2 separate regions of the Zea mays genome follow, and region 2 is linked to region 1. Evidence: chromatin contacts called from public Hi-C data. All regions are on one chromosome and are shown on one strand. Each heading gives the region's core, a stretch centred on a gene start, on an enhancer-like site or on the middle of the called end of the contact. The rest is flanking DNA. Distances are from core to core; before and after follow the strand shown.

The links. A called contact is a pair of places that touch in the nucleus more often than the background predicts.
Region 2: a Hi-C map of ear shows a contact between it and region 1, with 1.9 times the contacts expected there. The contact joins the promoter of LOC100193515 here to the promoter of LOC103626130 in region 1. A contact is called at or near these places in 2 of 25 Hi-C or Micro-C datasets (ear and endosperm).

Annotation. Positions count from the first base shown.
Region 1 is chr5:25,087,542-25,095,247 of Zm-B73-REFERENCE-NAM-5.0, reverse strand. LOC103626130 (glutamyl-tRNA reductase, chloroplastic) reads right to left here and starts at 3,541. Exons shown (of 3, transcript XM_008646517.4): 1 at 2,996-3,541; 2 at 1,850-2,091; 3 at 96-1,602. The coding sequence starts at 3,233. The coding sequence ends at 469. It overlaps LOC100282951 (membrane steroid-binding protein 1), which reads right to left. Exons shown (of 2, transcript NM_001155856.2): 2 at 5,381-6,079. The coding sequence ends at 5,689.
Region 2 is chr5:25,638,387-25,646,092 of Zm-B73-REFERENCE-NAM-5.0, reverse strand. LOC100193515 reads left to right here and starts at 4,695. Exons shown (of 6, transcript NM_001367031.1): 1 at 4,695-4,957; 2 at 5,055-5,246; 3 at 5,864-6,270; 4 at 6,491-6,592; 5 at 6,685-7,023. The coding sequence starts at 4,882. The coding sequence ends at 6,912. LOC100191427 reads left to right here. Exons shown (of 14, transcript NM_001365488.1): 8 at 626-740; 9 at 822-1,251; 10 at 1,774-2,063; 11 at 2,187-2,331; 12 at 3,221-3,318; 13 at 3,419-3,500; 14 at 3,794-4,329. The coding sequence ends at 3,877.

The DNA.
Region 1 (7,706 bases), core at 2,292-4,791:
TAGGGTGTCAGTCTTATTTGTCGATATATCATTAAATAAACAGACGAAATTATGTACATATGAGACAGACCAATCTGGCCCCTACAGAAGCAAGGTTAAACTCTTTGGAAATGTTAACGCATTAAAAGGTATACGGTATCAGTAAACCTTACAAGTGTGATGCCAAAGGGAAAACGGCATCAGCTGACACATTGCTATATTCCTGTTTATTTCGTCCGAATAAAGTATATAACTTAAGAATGGGGCTCTTGCTCCACAGCAGCTCGAGCAAAAATGTACAAAGAAAAGCAGCTCGAGTAGAGAGAATTTGCCACTCTCTCGACAGATTGAGCTGCTGCCATGGCGCTAATTCACGACACGTTTGATGTCTCGGCAAGACGGGGAGGAGCTCAGTAAGTGAGAGGATAAAAAAAATGGAATCAGGTTGGAGGGTGAAGTATACACGGGTAGAAAAATTGACTCCAGGCCTCAATTTTGGGTCTTCTCCACCTTGGCCTTGATCTTCTGCTCGATGATCGCCTTCTCCGTGTCGAGGCTGAACATCCGGTTGAGAGCATGCATGTTCTCGAGCGTCTCATCAAGGGTGCGGCTGTTACTACCGTCGCACCTCAGGTGCTGCAGCGGGCCGTGGAGGAGCTTGTTCACGATGCCGGTGCTTAGCTCCTCGATGGCTCTCCTCATCTTCTTGGTGAGAACGTCATCCCCGATCTTCTGTAGGCACTTCTCGAGCTCTGAGGCTCGGATCCTGTCGGCATATGACCTCAGCTTCTTGATGGTTGGAACGGTCTCCAGCGAGTCCCGCCATGCCTCAAACCGTTTCAGCTCTTCGGTGATGATTGTCTGCGCCTCCATTGCCTTCCTGAGACGGTCTTCCTTGTTGGCTTCCACCACCTCTTTCAGGTCATCAACATTGTACACTCGCGCGGAGCCAATTTCAGAGACACACGCGCTGACATTCCTTGGGACAGATATGTCGACAAAGAGCCGGACACCGCCCATGGCATCAGAAACAGTGGGAAGTGCATCTGCGTGCTCTTTTGTGAACAATGGGGTTTCAGATGCGGTGCTCGTGAACACGACGTCAGCTTCAGCAGCAGCTTCATACATCTCCGAGAGAGGCCTGTACACAATCTCGATAGCTTTAATCTCCTCGCGGATGGCATCCACCCTTTGTGCTGAACGGTTGACCACAACCACCTTTTTGCATCCTTTGGCAATCAGGTGTTTGATCACTAGTTTTCCCATTTTGCCGGCACCAATCAAAAGCATCCTAGCTGACAGCGCTTCAGATTTTCGAAGCTTCATCAGGGCCAATTCAACTGCCGCTGAACTGACAGAAACGGCACCAGATGATATGTTAGTCTCGGAGCGCACACGCTTTCCCGCTGTGATTGCATCCTTGAACATTCTATCAATGTTCTTTCCCAGGCCTCCACTGTTTTGCCCACTCCTCACAACTTGTTTAACTTGAGCAAGGATTTGTCCTTCACCGAGAACCAGAGAGTCCAACCCAGCCGATACCTCAAACAGATGGCGTGTAGCATCACTGTCACGCAGCATGAATAGGTGTTCCCTAAGCTCAGAAGCAGGAATACCACTTTTCTGCAAAATCACAAAACACACACACATTAGGCCTTGTTCGGTTATTCCTATCCCACGTGGATTGGATGAGATTGGGAAAAAAAATATAAAAGATTTTAACTTGTTTGGGAATTAAACCCACTCAATCCCAACCAATCAACATGAAATGAGAGCAAAACGAGCAGGCCCTTAGGCAATATTTCCTAATCTGAAACTGCGGCAAAAAGACAACAGACTGAACAAATAGAGTTGATCGATTGGTTCTCACCTTCGACATCCAGTCCACGACTTCCCTGATACCTCGGTTCCATGATAGGGCCACCACATAAATTTCCATTCTGTTACAGGTGCTAAGCACAGCAGCCTCTTCAATATGGTTCAGACTAGTAAGTTCCTGAATAGCACGGGGCCATAGTTCCTCTGCAACCGCAAGTTTTTCGCGCATCTCCACTGGTGCTGTGTGCACACTGAGGCCTATCACAGCTATGCTACTCCTTTCCTTCATGTACCCTGGTCGTGGATATAAAGTTAAAACATTGTCAAAGACTGCACAGAGCAGAGCAATTTGTTTATGAAATTGATAATTTGGATCTAGTTGCACATCAATGTAAAGCTTTCTTAATTTATTTGTGAAGATGTTTATCCAAGCAAATTCTAGAGGGTGAAAATAACATGCTCGCACTAGATGAATATGACCAAAACAAGAGAACCCCCAAAACATTTCTGCACAAAATGGATGCCCAATAGCTGATCGCAAAAGCATATGAATATTAATTATTTGGCATCGTTATTAAATATAGATTTCTCCTCCTTATAGGAGTGTACAGTTAAATATGCATAGTCTATCATTTACTCCTAGGTTCTTACAACATGAAGTTTTGGTGGATATAGATACGATAGTCATTAAGTTTTTTATATGTACACAAACAGAAGCTCCACGAACCTGTGAAGCATATAGCTCCACAATCAGTTAACTGCTTGAACAAAACCCCCGAATGTTACTTTCCGTTTCCCTGTTGTCAGTCTGACTAGGTTAAAAAAAAAGCAATCGAAGTTCGAATCGGGATGCCCAGAAGTTTCATCATCCCCACGACCCCTTGCAAAATGGCACAAGCTAATTTCTCTTCGACGCCATGCGATCCGGTCTCCTACTCCACATATTCAAATTATGCTTGGTCAAGGCAAAGTTGCAACGGGACAATGCAAAGTTCACACCTACTACTCCTTTTTCCTTCCTTCCCCAAACCACCGAGATCTTTTGACCTGTACCAGACCAAAACCAATCCCAACTGCAGCAACAGCCTCGAAGCGACGCAACCGATCCAGCGCACAATCCGGGAATTATTACTGGAAAGAGCAAGAGCGGCGGCGGATTCGATGACACAGTCACACAGGCGAGGGGCAAGGCACTCACGGTCAGCGGAGATCTTGAACTGCTCGAGCGCGGCGACGCTGGCCGCCTTGGCCACCGCCCGCACCTGGGCGTCGGCGCCGGCGTCGCACCGCACGGCCACCCCGGAGCGACGCATGCCGCCGGCAGCGGCAGGCACCCTCGCGCAGAGCGCCGCCGACGCCGACGCCGGTCCCCGCGGCGTGGCGGCTGCCCCGAATGCCACGGCGGTGGAGGCCGCTGGAGCCGTGCTCGCCATCATGTAGGTCACGGGAGACAGAAAAGCCGTCTCCTTTGCCGAGCCGGAAAACCAAACCAATGCGGCAAGAAATTTGCGCGGGCAGATAAGCGGAAATATATAGAGAGAGAGGCGAGGAGAGATTTTCGCGGGCAAGGAATTTATGGGCTGCCTCCCTCGACCTCTCTCCCGAACTAGGACTCGGGGCAGGTCTTGGGAAAGAGTCCTCGGTGGGAGGGAGGGAGGGGGAGGAGATGTGGAATTGGTTTCGGTCCCGCCGCGTTGGCTCGAGGTAATAAAACGAACGAGTTGGATGCGGGAGAAGGAAGAAAGCTGTGCTGCTCAGCTTGGGAGCCAAAGGTTATGGGAGGGGTTGTTGGGTAGCCGCCTAGCCGGAGCCGCATGGCCTGTGGGGCCCTCACGTGGTGTTGGTGCGTTGGAAGTTGGAACTACTAAACTAGATCTTCGGGTCGGCCCGGAATTTTCTATGCTACCAAAAAAAAAAATACTACGTATGGGCCTTCGTCATAGAGCCAATGGAGAGAATATCGCCTTGGACTTCTTCTTTTCTGCCAAACTAGGTTTTTTTAGAAACTTATCCTGATGAATTAGTTCTATACAGAACTCTTGTGAGACACCTGGTTGTGTTTAAACCATAGTATATTTATTTTGCAAACACAATTATTACATTTTTCCTGTGATTAGATATATAAAGATCGTATCGTATCTTAATGAAAGCTTACCGTGAATTTTGATACAACGGTAAATGGTAAAATAAAATATGAAGGGCTAATATGGATTGCTCTTTGTACTACAGGAGGAAGGGAGTGTGGTGGCCTCAAGTTTGGGGGGTGGCTGCCGCTCCTATCTCTCTCGTCTTTTGTATGGCCTGTGATGCGACATGCGAGGTGGGCACACGAGTTCGCATGGCCCGCCTCCCGCCCGCGCCTGATGATAGCGGCGAAGCGTGTCGGCGTGGTGGCCACACTCTCGGACTCTCCTGCCCACCGGGGCCCGCCTGCCTGTCGCACGGGCTTCTTTCCCGTGACATTGGCCGTATGTGCGTGCGGTGGTTTTCGATAAAATTTACCGTTTCTGGTACTAACCGATATAAAAGAACTGGTACAAAATCGGTCCGGTTTTTGTGTATTTCGATTTAGAATTTAAAATTATAAATGTCAAACTTCAGTCAGCTAAACGGGTTTTTGGAAAATCCGCATGTTTGCATCTTAAAGTTAGAAGATACAGTTCTACAAACAAATAGTACTAAGGACTATTTAAGACCATCTAGCTCTCAATATTTATTCTTCCAGTATTGCTATATCGGGTTCTTCCAAAAACTATAGAAACCCCAAAAAAAAACATACTAAAACTCCAATAGCTCCTTATTTTGTTCGAAAAACAGTCCGCCTAGGTCCTATTCCCGTGATTCTGCTCCTTTGTTTGTTGTTGACTGGAGTGAAGTAGCAGAGCAATATATATGTTTCTATTTCGGTCACCAGCCAAGCCAAGCATCTGGGGGGGGGTTGCCTTGGGTTGGCCAACGAGGTCAGCCACGATTTCCATGCAGCAACACGTATTCCAAGCGTTGCAAATGCGAGCACGAGACGAGCGAAAGATCAAGAGATGGCGACGCCCGAGCTCTGGTGCCTATGGGTGACGATGCTCGTCTTCTCGACCCTCTGCTACCTGACCAACCCGGCACCGCCGCTGGGCTCCTCCGGGCGTCGGCCGCCGGGCCCGCGGCCGCTTCCGCTCATCGGCAACCTGCTGTCCTGCTACTCCAGACCCAAGGTTGAACGCGAAGTACCGAAGTGCGGCAAACTGGCGGCAGCGTAGCAGTTCTCCTCGCTGATAATCGCACTCTTGGGCCGTTGTAGCTCTGATTGGGAGCACACATTCAGAGCTGTTAGAGATACTTTTTTTTTTCCTGCTATTCTTTCAAATCAAGGTTTTAAAGGTACTGATTGGGGAGCTGTTGGAGGTGCTCTAATAAAGCTTTCTGCGGTCATTGACCTCCTATAGGAGTACCCAACCACCCCTATGATTGCATTCCCACCAAGGCCATGTCCCTGACATAAGGATCAGAGAAGATTAAATATCTTTCTATTTAATTTTGAATTTAATCCCCACTAATTCTTCAAACCACTCCTAACGGAAGTCCAAATGGGTGAGATGATAAACTGAGTAATTTCCGACGTGGACTGATCATACGGTACAAAGAAATAACTCATTTTGAAAGAGCGCCTGTTTTCCGACCAAACAGGGCCAGGGGCGCCCAACCTGAACCCGATGTCTTTAAAATCTGCAACGGACGACTAATAACAACACAAAGCACCAGCTCCTCAAGGGCCATGGCGCTCGTACAGATGACGTATATCCAATTACACAGGCCACGCTGCTGATACGATATACGAGAGGGCCCCGACACGAACCGAATGGGACCATGTCGAATTATTGCTGCATACTGAAAAATGCTCTAGTTTTCCTGGGCACCTTCACCAGCCGCGGCGGCGGCAGCGGCGGCTTCCTTCTCCTTCACAGCCTCCGCTGGCACTTCCCTCGGCTTCTCTTCGGTCGTCGTCGTAGTCGGCGCCTTCTCGGCCTCGGTGGCGGCCTCACTGGTTCCAGGGGCTGTGCTTGCGGCGCTGCTGCGGTCTTCAACGGTGACGTTCTTCGTGACAGTACCCACCTTCACGTACTTGCTCATGAACTTGTATTCCCAGTCCTGCAGGGCATCGAGCTCAAACGGGCCTAGGCCAGTGATGTCGCCGGTCAGATCCTGTGGCTCGAAGGACATCTTCGCTAGGGCTCTGCTGGCGTCTTTGCCGGCGAATAGGGCGTATGGTCCACCAGGTCCATAGAACATTCTGCACAGGGGTCAATTGATAAACATTATAAATACAGAATTCAACATGTAAAAGTAAAAGAAGGGCGGGGCTGTGGACTGAGAGAGATTGATTCACAACTGTCCAAATCAGCACAACTATTCTTGAATAAGATATGCATAAAGCATGCGTAATACAAAAGTGACCCTTCGCCTTGCATGTGTTTCGCGTGGACAGCCGTGCACTGCACAAATATCGAAGATAGATGTGCATAGTAATAATAATACAACAGATCTAGAAAGTTTGAATAACGCATCGGCCACCACAAAAATATGCGTACACAAGCAACTACATCTTGCATACCAAAGGGCTAGCTAAGACATATGACATATCTTACTTATTCCATTGCCAAGACCTAACCACAAAACTTCTACAAAGAAAGAATAAAACAACATAAAAGAAAAACCATTAAAACAGCTTTCGCTAATCCTTCCGGGCAACCGGTGCCAACTAAAATGCATGTGCAGAAGTAGCGCTCATCTCCCGTTGAATCAGAACACTTTACAAGAAAAAAGGTCACAACATTTTTTGTTTGTTTGTTTAGGAAGCCTATCTATATCAAAAGTCCAGGAACAGTGCAATGTACAAATTACAGAAGCAACAATGGAACACAGTGCACAAATTACAGAAGCAACAATAGAACCCAGCTTATGCACAGACGAAAAGATACTTGAAGCGCAAAAGCTAAAAATCCGGTAACTTTTTATTATATATGAGCATTGAAACTCTATATCAAATAAGGTAATCATCACCAAATATACTCTCCATTATCAACTCTAAAGCCATCATCTCAGCTGGCATACAGTTAACTTGTGCTAAAAAGATTCCAATCAAATAGAAATTGATTATATATACTGCTTTATAAGGCATCCAGACAACAAAGGAAAGTTCAGCTTATGGAATTGATTGATATCAAGGCCCCCAAAGTATCTTGCGAACCTGCTGCCTGTGATTTACACAATAAATTTTCACCCATTACCAAAAAAAAGGCATCCCCTAGCTAACCATAGTGGTACAGTGGTACTTCATATTTTACAACTATTAATCAACCAAACCATGTTGCCGTGACCAGTAAATTCAATGATCCTGATTTTTTTACCTCGACAAGCTGAGCTACAGACAGTTACATATGCTGCAACACGTCCTCATAACAAACAACAAAGCAATTAATTGATAGTTTCCATGTCTTGATGCCACCCAGGCAACTGACTCCCCGGATGCGCCAAGACATTAAACAGGAAATTCTAGCAGATTTATAACCTAGATTACTCCCATCATCCAAAGGACAGAAACGACACTATCATAAAACTCAAATGGACAATGCATTCAGAACCTTAAAATTTCGAGGTCGAGCACTTGTCACAAGGATTACTCCATCATCAGGGGGAAAAAAGCAAATATATAGTTACATCTGAAAAGTTGGAGAAGTAGTTATAAGGCTGTCTGCAGCAGCTCCTCCTATCTCATCTCCTATCTCCCCCTATCTCATCTATCCCCTATTTCAAACTTTACTAAACAGTGTCATCTACAGTACCGTATCCTTATTTACACGATCCACCAAAGACAATCTATCTACCAAAGACAGTCTATCTGAAAAGTTGGAGAAGGA
Region 2 (7,706 bases), core at 3,446-5,945, 550 kb before region 1:
GGTAACTGGACCGCGACTACGGAGATCGTAGTTGCGTTCCGTGGTCGCCGGCGGGGTTATTCCCCCACGCCGTCGCCCTTTGCTGTCTGGGTTATGCCCCCAAGACGCCGAGTTGAGAGAGTTGGGGAAGGGGAGATTAGATTGGTGATATATTCTGCATAATTTCCTCATCCCACCAATTACAATATATAGGCCCAAATCTGAACCGCAAGGAGCTAACCTTTTTTTTTCTCGAAAGCGCAGGAGAACTGCGCATCCACAAGGAGCTAATCACTCCTAAATTCTAGGCAACCAACAAGGCAACTAATCCTGACTTTCTAAACTTATCTGAACCGCAAGGAGCTAATCACTCCTAAATTCTAGGCAACCAACAAGGCAACTAATCCTGACTTTCTAAACTTATCCACTGCTTGGCTGTTCCAGCGCGTGCGCTGTGCGTTCAGCGGCGCGGCGAACATCGCGCGCACGCCTGCGGCGCGTATATGTGCGACCGCACATGACATGTTAGCAACACTATCTGGGCACCACAAACTCTTCTGTTATCTTTCTGATCTAATGTGAAGACCGATAATACTTGTTCCTCTTAAGTTTAACATAGTTACATTTTGAACATTACATTGTGCAGCCGACAGTAGATGTTTGAACTTATTGAATCATCATGGCAAGTGCAATAACTCAAAGAAAAAGAGTCCTTTACTGAATCATCATGGCAAGTGCCAGGATTGCTCATCCACCAAATTGTAAGCTTCTCATGTTACTCTCTTTTCTAGTAGTGCTGTCTGTCAGTCAGAATGAACACTCAATCGTTCATCTTTTTCAAGCAATGGTGCTAGTTTGAAGCTCAATGTAAGAAAGGACCGTTCTAAAGCTAATTCAACCAGAGGTTCAAGTGGTTGGATTTCTATAAAAGCACGTACTTCTGATTGGAACTCCAGAGAAATGGCAAAAAAGCGACGTCTATCAGAAAATGCACAAACTGCTTTGAGTAATGGTGGTGATGATCCATTTGCATTTGATGATACCGATCAAGAACCTTCAAATTGGGATCCATTTGGTCCAAAAAGGAAATCACCACAGAAGCGAGCGAAACGATCTAATGGTGAACTAGTGCTGGATGATTGTGACACTGCAGTAACGGGAAGTCCTGAATTATGTCAACCTGAAGGTATTAATCAGTCAGGTGCAACTTCTGATTCTAAGGCTGCAGATGAGTCCAACCTTTTAGAAGATTGCCTTTTGGCATCAGTTAAGGTAATGAATCATGTTTCCTTTTGATCTTCCTTGTCTTGTTTTTACCTCTATAACTTTTCTTGCCTGGCATCTTTTAAATCTTTATAAAAAATTATGAGGCTGTGCCTGTATCCTTCAGATGGTTGTGAATTATCGTGATTTTTCTATACAAAATTTCCAGATATCAGTGCTTCTATAGTTCTATTCCATGTGTCAATTTGTATATTCACCCACCGTAAGAACATTCACTCCTGCTGGTTATCCACAATAGCAATGTTAACCATTTCTGACGGATGCATAGTTTTTTTACCAAATTATGCTTGAGCAGTGGGTGAGCTTTATGCAAAATTAAAACTTTACAAGTTTTAAGCTTAGTTGCTACTTCTACTTTGCCTAGTTATTGTGAAAGTTTTGATCAGCCAGCTTTACCAAACAAACATCTTTTGCAGCAGGCCAGTCCAGTGGCATATTATTGAGGGGCTACTTGTTTGTATTACATTTGCAATGAGATGTATCTAACATCTAAATTTAATTTTGTGGTAGGTTCTTATGAACTTGGCAAATGACAACCCTTCTGGTTGCGAACAAATTGCGTCATGTGGTGGAATTAATACAATGGCCTCCTTGATCATTAAACATTTTCCCTCATTTGATTTCTCCATGGACAGTAACAATCAAATGAAAGAAAGAGTATCCTCTGGTGATCTGTCGTCTTCCCAGAACAGCAAGTCACTCCAAATCAAAACTAAGCAATTGCGAGCCTATGAACTTGATTTTCTGGTCGCCATATTGGGATTGCTTGTCAACCTTGTGGAGAAGGATAACCTTAATAGGTAGGAATCCTTTTCCTTCCCTCCATTTTGCTCCATTCGTGTAAATTTTCATAGATCTGTAAAGTTGCTATACATCCTCTAGTCAATGCCTGTAATTCTGACTACCTGGCTGGCTGGCTACAGGGTACGACTTGCGAATGCCCGTGTTTCTGTCAATCTATCTCAAAGTCCAGATACTGAAGAGGTACAGAGGGATGTCATACCCCTTCTCTGTTCAATATTCTTAGCGAGTCAAAGTACTGGGGAAACTGCTGAAGCTATATCACCGGTAATTCTATCTAATCCTCATGTTTTCATATTTTACAACATAACAAAGCGAGGTAATGGTCACCTTCCCACTTGCTTCAAAATAGAAATTTCCACACCTGGCGGATGGCAATTCTAACTGATGGGCATGGTGTAATGTTAACAATGATGGGCTGCCCTATCTTGGCATATATATAGGGAAAAATATGTAGCCTAAACCACATCTTCGGTGGAAACATGGAAATATACTCAAAACTCATACTTAGAACTTGGCTCATCCATAATGCAAGCATGAACCATAGATGTACTTTGTCGTACAGGTCTCATTTAAAAAACAATCATGTGAAAACAGAAATTCAGGTGTGCACTAGAATACAAATCCAGCAGTGTTCTTTTTTATATGAACCATGCATTTAATATCTCTGTCTTTCTATTTCAAACAGTACCAGGGTGCGGAAAAAGCATCGGTTTCCATCTTTCTATAAATCCGACATATTTCACTTTCCATATTTATAAAAAATTCTTCATCTTTCCGTCATTTATTATGAGGCAGTGTGTTGTGTCGTTTCACTTTCCCTTGCTTTATGTGTCCCTTCTCATACAAGTTGCAATTTCTTCAATTTAACCACCATCATATCTCCCTGCTATTTTGTATCCTGTTATAAATCTGCCAATATAATCAGAGTATCAGCTGGTGGTTATGTAGATGTATTACCAGGAATATAAATATACATATGTTTATTTATAGACACTAGAGATTGGCAAAATGTTTGTTGGAATTTGGAATTAAATCAGCAATGTGCCTTCATCTACATGTCATATTTCTACATGCTACCTAGAAACATATAGCTGTGTTCTGCATATCCTATGTCCCTCGCGAGCCATTTATTTGATGTCTTCCTAATTTTCAGGATGACGAAGAATCTTTGTTGCAAGGAGAACGCGAAGCCGAAATGATGATCGTGGAGGCCTACGCAGCACTTGTGCTCGCCTTTCTTTCAACGGAAAGGTCCATACTGCCTTATTTCATAATGTTTACTTAATTTGTTATAATTTTAGGTTGAGGCCCACTGCGGGTTAGCTTCTGAGCTGTATGTTTGCTGCCACAGTATGAAGGTTCGAGGAGCCATTTCCAGCTGCCTTCCGGACAACAACTTAAAAGTTCTTGTACCAGTGCTAGAGAAGTTTGTGGTATGTCCCCAAAATTTCTAGACGTTCTGTCTGAAGCAACGGTGGATAGATACATGGACTGCCACTTTTTGGGAACCAGTAATTTGTCATGTCCATAGATGCTCTCTCCCTATTCTTTGTGTAGCTTATATCCATTTATTATTCATTTTCTGGCATGTTTACTAGATATCACAAGACTGCTCTAGCTTCAAAATTTTCTTGGTTGTTTTTTTTCGCGATTTCTCTTTCTGCGACAGGCTTGAGCTAGTTTTTTTTTCGCTCATAATTTACCCAGCCGTCTCGTTCTCCTGCAGTCATTTCACCTGCAGCTCAACATGATGACAAGGGAAACACATTCAGCTGTCACCGAAGTCATTGAAAGATGCAGGCAGTCATAGAAGTTGGAAGAGGGCGCCCTGTACAGATTAACCGACCTCTCTGCAGTGCAGCCGAAGCCACACACAGGTGTTGCTCCTCACCTGGCCAGGGCGCAACGAATTGATTGATGCCAGAGGCTGGCTTGGGAGCTAACAGTGTTTCTATTCTTTCTTTTGCCCCTCCTGCTGTTCTGATCCTGTCATGTGCATCTCCTTTAGTTTCTTCTCCACACACTCCCCCCCGGAAATCATGTAGTCCATATTATGAGTGGAACAATAACAGTGTAGGCTATAGGGAATGTAGTTGTGGTGCTTCAGTTCTTCGTCTCTGTTTTACATGTTGTATTTTCGTGTCACATGGAATCAGTGACCACACATGCCTCAATCTGACAAATTAAGAGTGTATATCACATAATAGTAGTGTAATTTAACTATGTCTCTTTTTCCGTATAAAGAACCTATTAGTTGGAAGCATCTTCCGGTTGCAGAAAATGACCATGTTGTATGCAAACGGTGTAACCTGGTGTACACAATTCTTTCGTTGCTATGTACTGTTCTGAGGGAATTAGAACCCAGGTCTTCTGTTGCTTGAGCTTAAAAGGTCACTGCTGAAAGTGGTAGTACTAGTTGGCATGCACTACGGCAGCTTCGGAGTTTCAGGTGAACAAATTTACAAACATTGGCCTTCCAGGTAAGTTCCAAACCGCACACAAGGAACTTTGAAAACCTCGAAGGATTTTAGCGCATCTGGACCCACGTTCTGCCGGCCGGGTAGGCCCCACCGCCGGTCGATCGCCTCGCCATCGCACACAAGCACAACTGCACAAGCACCCAGCCACCCACCGTCACCGACCGCCGCGCCACGATTTTATCCATTCCTCACTCGTCTCTCAAACTCAAGCGAAAGCCATCACCCCGACCCCAATCCCACGTTCGCCACGTGCGCGCCACCTCCCCCACCGCGTCCGCGTCGCCGGCCATACTCCATCGCGAACGAGATCACGGGCTGGTTTCGCGGGCCGACCATGGGGACGCTCATCCGGCCGGGGCCCGCCGCGTCGCCTCTCCCCATCGCTTCCCCCTCCTCCTCATCCGCCCACGGTATCGCCGACTCGCCTCTCTGCCGGCCTGTCTCTCCGGGGGGAAGCCACGCCACGGCGCTGATCTTATCTTATGATTTATTTTGGTTGGTCCGTAGTGGCTGTCGTTGGCGGTGGCGCGAGGAGCTTGCGGCATCGGGTGTCGGTGTCGGTGGCGGTGTTCCGGTCCCCGAGTACGCAGGTTCTGGCGACGAGATGGCGCCGCCGGAGAGGTATGGTTGTGCGGTCGGATGTCGTCGCCGGTGGCGCAGCCGCCGCGGCAGCTGGGGATTCGACGCGGGCGCTCCCAGGTATCCACCTTGCTGAGTATGTTAAAATGTTTTAACCGTTTCATTTGAAGATGGCCGTGAGATGTCAGGTAAATAATCTGCCACTATGATAAAGTGAATGTGAGAGGGATCCCTTTCATAATCGCAAAAGGTTAAATGCCCTAAATTATGGGGTGCTGAAATCTGGATTATACAATCTGTGCAGATTGTAATCGCAAACAAACACCCCCCTAAATCACTGTTGCTAATGCTCCGTGGTTTAAACGATCACGGTAGATTCAAATTGCAAACAAAGAGTCGTTTGGTTCCTATCATTATAATACTATCAACTATGATCACAACCGGCCCTCCTATCTAACTGAAATTGGGACACATCTGGCAGTGTGTATCCTTTTAGACATCTTATAGCAAATAGCATGGTATAGCCGTGCTGCACCATTGTGTTTCACTGTTTCAGGCGCGTAGAAGAATCAATAGATGCAGGTGCTAGCTGTGTCTCATGTTTATTAGAAAGCATGTGCACATGTACAACAAGGTGACAAATAGCTTGTGTGGATTGAATCGTCTACAAAGAACACCACAATGTATCAAACTGTAGAATTGGATCTCCTTGTGCTAACTTGAAATTGTTTTAACAGGTCAGCAATTGGCTTCAAGAGTCAGAGGGGTTTGCTTCTATTTGGTGACTGCAGTTGCAGCAATCTTTTTGTTTGTAGCTATGGTTGTGGTTCATCCACTTGTGTTGCTATTTGACCGGTACCGTAGGAGAGCACAGCACTACATCGCAAAGATTTGGGCTACGGTGACAATCTCCATGTTCTACAATCTTGAGGTCGAAGGAATGGAGAATCTGCCTCCAAATAGCTGTCCTGGTGTCTATGTTGCTAACCATCAGAGCTTCTTGGATATTTATACCCTTCTAACTCTAGGGAGGTGCTTCAAATTTATAAGCAAGACCAGCATCTTTATGTTCCCTATTATAGGGTGGGCAATGTATCTCTTGGGTGTGATTCCTCTGCGGCGTATGGACAGCAGGAGCCAGTTGGTATGAATAAATGGATCCCTATTTAGATTATAGTTCAGATAAATTTGTGATGAAACTATATTTTTTTGGATTGTTTATATTATTTAGAGGCACATATAAGGCAGTTTTGCTTTGTAACTGAAAACTAAATAACCAAATGTATGTAATTCTATTGTCCAAATAGACACTATATTTCAATTTGCATTCCATGTTCTGCATAACATTGGTTTTGGAAATGCAGGATTGTCTCAAACGGTGTGTGGACTTGGTAGGAAAAGGAGCTTCTGTATTTTTCTTTCCGGAGGGTACTCGAAGTAGAGATGGCAAGTTAGGTGTATTTAAGGTTAGGTTTTGCCAAACTATATCCTGTTTCTCCTTTCATTACGGTTTTAACTTTTTCATGGAGCAGTGACATGCTGTCATAATTTTTCTCAGCGTGGCGCATTCAGTGTCGCCGCAAAGACAGGAGCTCCTGTGATAGCTATTACTCTTATCGGAACTGGGAAATTGATGCCTTCTGGAATGGAAGGAATTCTCAATTCAGGTTCGGTAAAGGTGATTATTCACCGACCTATTCAAGGCAATGATGCAGAAACATTATGTTCCGAAGCAAGGAATGTGATAGCAGACACTCTTCTTCTGCATGGTTATGGAGCCCATTAAAGCAAGTGGGGTGCTTTGGTCTGTTTTTTCTTCTGAACGAGTGCTTTGGTCTATTCTTTAGTGGACTTTTCAGAGCACAAGACTTGAGAGTTGAGACAAAGCTCGTTGCAGGTATTGATGCTAACTATCTACCTTGATTTTTTGGGAAGGTTGACAATTTGTGATTTCTTGGTTGCTCTTTGTTGAATACGTGTGTCTATTTTTTTTTTCTCGAAAAGGTTTGTTTTATGTACTATAATTGCACGGGACCTGATATTTGAGGCTGTTATCAAATAGAGTAGACCCTTCAAATAATGGAATTATTGATTAACAGTGGAGTTGTGCCTGCTCATTGTCCTTCCATCCCTTCCTTTGATATAGGAGTATGAATCATTCTCGAGTATGAAACATGCTAGGCTGCAACTTTAGATATCAGCAGATGCAGTGCCCCAGGCAGGTGAACAGTAGATGGTCCATATTGACAGTGTTCACAGTTATGTGGTTCGGATGTATGTTCATGCACTGGGGGCTTGTTTCTAGCACTCACACAGTTACCACAAGGCAATTATGCGTACGGTTCCTTCCATAGCTGTATTAGGGATAGTTTGGATCCATGATTCCCCATCGAGATTGGAGATTGGAGGGGAATGAGGGGTAAATTAGTTTATTTCCTCCTCAATTCTCTACAATCACTATGGAATGGGTGTATTCAAACTAGCCCATAGTGGATAAAAGATGACATGCAGCACGTCACTTGTGCTTATTCATTGTGCAATCTGTCTTCTTTATGAATATAATGGCAACTCTTCTGCTAA